Regions from separate parts of the Drosophila melanogaster genome. Here region 1 is linked to region 2. Evidence: chromatin contacts called from public HiChIP or PLAC-seq data. All regions are on one chromosome and are shown on one strand. Each heading gives the region's core, a stretch centred on a gene start, on an enhancer-like site or on the middle of the called end of the contact. The rest is flanking DNA. Distances are from core to core; before and after follow the strand shown. Region 1 overlaps Cht10 (Chitinase 10). Region 2 overlaps Ir40a (Ionotropic receptor 40a).

The links. HiChIP or PLAC-seq counts read pairs in DNA pulled down with a chosen protein or histone mark.
Region 1: a contact with region 2 is called in a POLR2A S2P HiChIP or PLAC-seq map of the Kc167 cell line, with 5 times the contacts expected there. The contact joins two enhancer-like sites. A contact is called at or near these places in 3 of 107 Hi-C or Micro-C datasets (the Kc167 cell line and the S2 cell line) and 1 of 6 datasets of contacts at active chromatin or transcription factors (the Kc167 cell line).

The regions. Positions count from the first base shown.
Region 1 is chr2L:23,008,829-23,012,645 of dm6, forward strand. It overlaps Cht10 (Chitinase 10), which reads right to left. Exons shown (of 9, transcript NM_001042957.2): 4 at 3,628-3,817; 5 at 3,390-3,575. Among named protein-coding and RNA genes, the nearest start is that of Cht10, 15 kb to the right of the region's middle. Within about 2 kb of position 1,408, at least 4 of the 39 cell types and tissues checked have an H3K27ac peak or open chromatin away from gene starts, as enhancers often do. A contact at or near this core is called in the Kc167 cell line, where this site is marked.
Region 2 is chr2L:22,188,277-22,191,933 of dm6, forward strand. It overlaps Ir40a (Ionotropic receptor 40a), which reads right to left. Exons shown (of 7, transcript NM_136296.4): 6 at 1,469-1,698; 7 at 1,250-1,411. The coding sequence ends at 1,308. Among named protein-coding and RNA genes, the nearest start is that of CG3635, 15 kb to the left of the region's middle. Within about 2 kb of position 1,580, at least 3 of the 39 cell types and tissues checked have an H3K27ac peak or open chromatin away from gene starts, as enhancers often do. A contact at or near this core is called in the Kc167 cell line, where this site is marked.

The sequences.
Region 1 (3,817 bases), core at 158-2,657, 820 kb after region 2:
GTTTTTAACGTATGTAGCTAATATGTGTGTAGTTGTACTGTTTATGTGTTGTGAACATGAAATATATGTGTATTTTAACAGAAAATTCTAACGTGTCCCCTGTGTTTCGTGGAGTATTACTTATTTTCTGACAATTTCTGACAGAAAATAAAAACGTCAGTTTGTACCTTTAACTATTGTCTTTGACGATATTTGAGTAATCTTTTGCACATTTTTCTCGTTTTCTAACAATTTGATTTTATATAGGCAAGTTCGGGTTCAGACATAGCGACCTCCTAGACATTTGGAGGTATAACAATCGGCAAATAAGTTATGTTTCAGATTACGTTTATTCCGAAATCAACAACAATAATCTGGAAGCAAGAAAGACAGAAGAGATTGACAAAAAAAATAGTACATTTTGAATTATTCATTAAAAGAAAACTGCCCGAGTGTAACAACAATTAGACCGATTTATTTCCACACATACTAAGTGGACGGCGTCTAAGATTACAATTCTTGTTAGTAATTTTGAAAACTACTAGACACCACAGAAAATGGGACGCCGAAACTTATTTTACCAAAGTGCAGGAGCAAGACTAAAAAGGAAACTGGCATACAATCTTGCAAGTGAAAGTGATCACGACACAAATCTTTTGATTCATGCAACAACTGTTTCTGCTAGAAAAGAATCCATGAGGGACGTTGCCTTTGTTCTTATAGAAACTTTAAAAACACCAGAATTTCCAAGCAAATCGAGGATGCAAATTCAATGGCAAAAATCAACTCCTCTTTCACCAGATGAAGCTCTAGCTTATCTCCTGGGAAACACGCTGACAAAACAGCAATATATAAGCAATATACATACATATATAAATTCCGACAAATTTCTTTTTAGAAACATTTGGGATTCCGTTTTGTGCAAATTGTAGACAAATTATTATCTTATTATCTGTTTATTAAAACATTCCGAACTTATTATACCCGTTACTCAAGACAAAAGGGTATGTAACAGGGAGAAGGAAGCGTTACCGTATGAACTTCTAGATCTCAGGAACTATAAAAGCTAGAAGGTTGAGATTTAGCATACAGATTTTAGAGGCAAAAAAGCAGCGCAAGTAGCTTGCTACGCCCACTTCAAGGACTACAAACAGCACAAAGATGCTACGCCCGCACTTTTGAAAAATGATTGATTTCTATGCTTTCGCAAAAAAAAAAATTGCCACGCCCACTCTAACGCCCTAAAACTGCAATGCCCACAATTTTGAACCATTTTTCCATATTTCTTCATAACTTTCAATCGATTTGCCACAAAACTTATTGCCACGCCCACTCTAACGCCCTAAAGCCGCCGAACCAGTCACGCCCACACTTTTGAACAATTTTTAAATTGTTTTCTCATTTTATTGCCCAATGTCTATCGATCTCCCATAAAAATAATAACATTTCGCGTTCACACTAACGGGTATCTGATAGTGGGGGAACTCGACTATAGCTTTCTAACTTGTTTTTATATTCTTTTTGCTCTTCGGATATCAAAACATTCACCTGCAGTCAAAGTATTTCAGCATCCATTGGTGATATTGTATTTGTGGAGGATTCCGTCGTTTTGACAAGTTTTTGCCCCTAATTCTTATATCCACTATTCTCATATACCAATAATAATTTGCACTCCTTCCAAAACGGGAAATGGCCAACAATAACACGCTGCATTGCACTTACAGATATTTGATTATTTCGAAAAGTCTCGAAAAATATTGTTTCGAGAATATCTTTTACACAGAGCATCAGATTTTTATAAATTTATTGGATTATTAGATTTATTAAATTTAGATTGGTAATTTACTTATTTGTTAATATTACACCTTAATGATTCTTTCTCCCCAACTATTTTATTCAATTTCAAATTTTTCGTAGTTAATATTAATACGTCTGGCGATTTTGAAAATAATACATACTTTCGTGAACTCGGCCATCGTCCACCTGGCTCGTTGCTCCAATTAATATAGACTATGAATCATATTGGCCTTACGTTATTCTGCTTCTGAGAGCTGAAGTAGTGTGTAATTTGGACAACATCATACCATTTCTGAACTGGTCCAGAACTGAGCAGAATTCTCAAGAACTACTGGCCCCCCACAGCTCTATTAACATTGCACTTTGAAAAGTACCTTAATAAATGCATTGTTTCGACCATCTGGATGTATGTATGTACCATGACCTGGGTAGGATTGCTGAACATGCATACATTGCTGATACTCGATGTACTCTTCCAACACAAGCCTATCGTACGTCCTATTGACTTATCATCCTGACATTCCTCAACAGAAAGGTCCCTAGTAGAGATTCCCGCCGGATACGTGTATGAAGACTACAACTAACTGCATCACTCAATATCTTTTGGGTGCTTCTACAATGCAGTTTCAGCTAAAGTTCTTAAGTTTCAGTAATCCTTGCATGCACAACTGAGCTTACCTATTTTCTAATGTTTTATATAATTTACAAATTACTTTTTATAAGCGATATCGTGCTTAATTATTTATTACCATTTTTCATTAGATTCTCAATTTAGAACCATTATTTCAAGCTGAGATAAAAGCTACCATAAAGGAAAATTTTAAAGGTTTTTGGGACAGTAATTTAAAAAATCATTTAATTAACACTGCGCTTTTAAGTTGTATATCCCTATCCCTCTATTTAAATCTTGGATCTATATATAATTTGCAACCAGGCAATTATACAAACGGGCACGGGTTTCTATTCCTTTAATCGAGAATAAATAGCACGGTATTTAATTCAGCCAAATCAAATCCTAGGAGCTATATTAATCAAGTATTTTATTAGATAATATTTTTTTCTAATTTTATACAATTTATAGATTTTTGTGCTATTTATTTAAATGAAATATTTAAACATGTTAAACATGTTATTCATTTTGTTAATGAATTGTGACTATGACACTTTGATGACTGAAATGATTGAAATATTGTTTCGAAAATAGATAAAAACAACCCTTTAAACGCTTACTGGGTTTTTAAGCCTGAACAAAATCTGCTAGGTGCACCCCAATTTATACTACGGTTTTTTAGTGTGAATCGATTTTCGGAGCACCCTTGTATATATATACAGCTTAATATTAAGCTTTTTATTTCTGTTTTTTATTTTTCCTTCTCTCATATACGTATTACGAGTATAGAAGCTTAAAAAAGTTAATTCAAAATATAATTAAAGAAAATTTTTCCAATTTTCAAAAGAGTGAGGCCGTATCAGTTCAGTGAGTCTATGTCTCTGGAGTTCCTGATATCGAGGCATTCTAGTCGCTTCATACCAGGAAAAATCCAGGAAATCGACTATGGCGTCACCTGTTTTTTTCTAATATTATTTGAAATAAAAGAGAAAAGTTAGTTTACCTCATAGTAAGCAAGAAATCCAGCTGCTCTGGTGAACTCTCCAGCTTCACCTGGTGCAGGGGCTTTGGCATTTAAGCCACTGCTGTTGGTATTTTCCAAAGTGAACGACTGGCCGTATAGCGGAATACCCATTACTAATTTTTGTGATGGTGCTCCTTTTTCCATCCAATAGTTTATAGAATAGTTCTGCCAAACAAAGAATTAAAAAAGTATTTTACTTCGAAATTTCATTGCTTACCACGTTAAAATATTCAAAGTCATCATCGGGATGATGATACAGCGGTGCCACATGTCCTGTTTTTTTATCCCAATGTCCATGAAAATCATATGTCATGACAGCGATCCAATCAAAATAGCGAGAGAGCTGAGGGATGTCGTATCCGGCATCAATGATTTTCCTGCTAGGCGAGACAGCAGTGGACAACATA
Region 2 (3,657 bases), core at 330-2,829:
CGCCTATTCTCAGTTAAAAGGAGCAGAATCTCTCTGGTAATCGGGATTTTAGCTGCTGTGGGCCTATGCAGTAGTAGCCAGTCTGGCTGCAGCCTTAATAATAAGGGTGAGAGTGTCAACAGCTTCGTCTAGTTCTCTTTCTGAGTTTATCGCCGTACTCAGGTTCAGAGAGGACTCAATCATGATCATGGAATCGTTACAGGACAGAGTGCCTACCGATTAGTCGCTCCATCTTGAGATAAGCTGTAGCTGTTGCATCTATAAGCGGTAGGTGGTCGGAGCTGAGCTCAGCAACGGAACGTATTTCATCGTGCATATCCAGAATGCCCTTGCTGACAGCAAAATCTATATAGCCTGGGGAGCCTCTACTGCCGAACGGGAATCTTGTAGGACCTCCGGTGGCTAGGGAGCTTATATCTAAGCTTAGGACCAGATTCGCTAGCTCACGCCCTCTTCGATTGGATCTCCCCGCTCCCCATAGCCAGTGGGATGCAGTCCAGTCGCCCGCGACGAGGAGTTTGGAACATTGTTGATTCAGAATGCATTTAAATTCGCTCGTATTCCATATGAACCTCGTAGGGCAGACGCGAGTTGCTCCTCGTCAGTGGCTATTGGTGTAAGAGGAAAGTGGACTAGGCCGGATTTGACCAGGATCGCTGCAACACCTTTGGCGTTACCGTCGCTCAGGTCGTTGGCAGTGTAAGACTCAAATCCAAATATTTTGGGTGCCTGTGCCTCCTTGCAATGAGTCTCGCTGAGCAGCAGAATATCGATCTCGTAGCGCCGCACAAATTCCTGCTAAAATTCACGATGCACTATTTCGTCCATGTGCAGCCAGTTGCGTGCAAGCCTGGCGCATGAGTATCATAAACGGAATTCCGCTCAACGTCTTATGTTAGGTGGATATACTGGATGTACACTGCTCTCGATTGGAGCCAATAAGCCAGCACTCCTGCAGCTTCAATTGGCGTTACTCCATTTGCACTTTGCATAGGCTTTCGTTGCGCTTTGCACAAAAAATAGTCTGCATCACGCGTGTTTCGGCTGTTTTATACTCGGGAACCGCATTAAAGAAGAATAGTGTCATTCACCCAAAAATGGCATTCCCTTCCCTGTGTTGCGAATACTGGTTTTATGCCAGAGTTGATAGATCCCCACCAAACCTCTGTTAAAGTAATACCAAAGTAGTAATACCAAGTAATACCAAATCTTAACCGGACCACCACAAATGAATTTGTCTCTCGAATTTAAGGATCTGACGTTTATTGTATTATTTAAAGCGGCTGCAGCAAATAAAATACACTGACTTACACTTTCCTGTCATATCTAATCCATTGCAGCCGTGAGCACAGCATCCACAATCGCGCTTGATCCAGTTTTATAAATACTATCTCTAACAGCAAAATTACACCTAAGCAGAAGAAATACCTATACAGTTTTGGAATAATTTAATAATATAGATCAGTACCTGCAGCCAATGAACCAACTCCGAGAGCGATAAAAGCGCCCTGCAGCATTCGTAGATTAAGCGGACTGATAACCGTGCTGTCATAGCTTTCGGTTCGACTGTAAGCCTCACTGTTTTTCGCCTGCACGCTGCCCTTGTATATTCTCGTGGCTTCTACCTCCTGGTACTGCTTTGCGTATTCGGCAGCGGTCATCTTATCTAGGATTCCGCTCTCAAACAACTGCATCAAGCTACAAAAATGTTTAAGATGCTGTTTTTTAAAACAATAATTTAGTGGACTAATATTAACTATATAATTAGATATAACTTCCCCGTTCTTATATTCTGTATGGCGTATTCGTATCCCAAGTTATTTGTAAAAAAAAAAACTTAATTATAATGTATAATGTTGTGGTATAATTGCTGACTGGTTGGATCTCTTGCTAGTTTTGTACCACTCTAATTTCAGAGCACTATTTTATTTACTATCTACAATATGTGCCTCAATTTTTGGAATTATTAAAAGTGTTTATCGCAGAAGATAACACAAGCATTCCACTTATTTATTACGGTTTTAGCATGAAAACAGATCTCTTTACTATGAAAATATGTGTTATTTGAGGTAAACAATAACGAGCATCCTTATTGTTCATGGCCGTGCGATTAGATGGCTTACCATTTAAATTTTTGGAAAAATCACTTTACAATCCTGCTTTCCTGCGGAGCTTTTTAAATGAGAGCGCACGTAAGATATGATTTAAACCATCATACTCCCCACAATTACTCCCCCGATTACGTTACGTAAATTTGGTGGGTTACGTAATAGCCGCGCGAACTAACTAGTTCACTACAATGGATAATGGGCCCTAATATTAAACGGCGAGGAGAGATTGACGAATGAAATGACGAAATAGATGAAGATATCTACGAGTAATCGTCCAGTGTGAAGTAGGATGATGAAGATCCTAAGAGTAAGGGATAAGATATAATCAAAATTCTTTACATTCACATTGGGTACCGATTTTGAAGGGTAGGTCCACCACCAAAGTGCATTGCGTTGTGTCTTGCAATGGATCTTTTGATGGGACCGGAGGATCCCCCAGTTGACAAGTTACAATTGGGAGAGTTTGATGCTTCCGTTTTGAAGGAAATAAGCAAGCGAACAAGAAATGTTATCTGTGCGATTAAGAAAAGAGCTGTGCTGCTGCTCAGAAGAGAAGAAGAGGAGGAAATATAAAGGCTAGAAGGTTGAGATTCAGTATACAGATTCTAGAGACAAAGACGAAGTGCAAGTTTGTTGAGCCATGTTGCCACGCCCACTCCAAAGCCCACAAACCGCACAAAACTGCCACTCCCACACTTTTGAACCATTTTTCAAAATTTTTTCATAATTTTATTAGCTATGTAAATTTTTTATCGATTTAAAAAAATGTTTGCCATGCCAATTAAAATTTTCACATTATTACAAGACACTTTTTTAATTGCTTATCTTTGGTTTGAAACTGTTCACGATCTCGTCCCGATTCAGAGTAATCTTCTAAATCTTAATCATAATCCACTCAACCTCGGCCAGAAGCTTTTCTTTAGGATTTTCTTGAACTTTGAAATATGTTTAAGATAACAGCTTCTGCAATTATTTCACAGCATTGTGAAATTCAAATTTGCTGACTTGTGTTTACTTTAGGTTTGGTTATTTATCGGGTGGCTAAGTGTTGGCGACAAAAACGGACAAAGGGAATGCTGCTGAGATTAAAGTTTGAAATTTGTTTATCAACTGGGGCAGAGTTCTATATTTACGGGTTAGATAAATTGCCCACTCTAACGCCCTTAAACCGTACAAAACTGCCACGCCCACAAATTTGAATCATTTTTCGAATTTTTTTTCATAATTTTATTAGTATTGTAAATTTCAATTGATTTGCCAAAAAACGTTTTGCCACGCCCACTCAAACGCCCTTAAGACGCCGAACCGGTCACGCCCATTTTCTCATAAATGATGAAATTTCGCGTTCGCATTCACACTGGCTGAATTACGGGTCGGGGAACTCGATATATTCTCATATTCTCTCTTGTTTGTGGAATATGCCAGCACCCTTTTTGGTGATTCTGAGTTTTTCTCGGTTTCGAGAGTTCAAGCGACATTCTTTCATGGACTTTCTACGCATAAGGATCCCTGACCCGTTGGAACTATTAAGATGATTTAAAAAGGA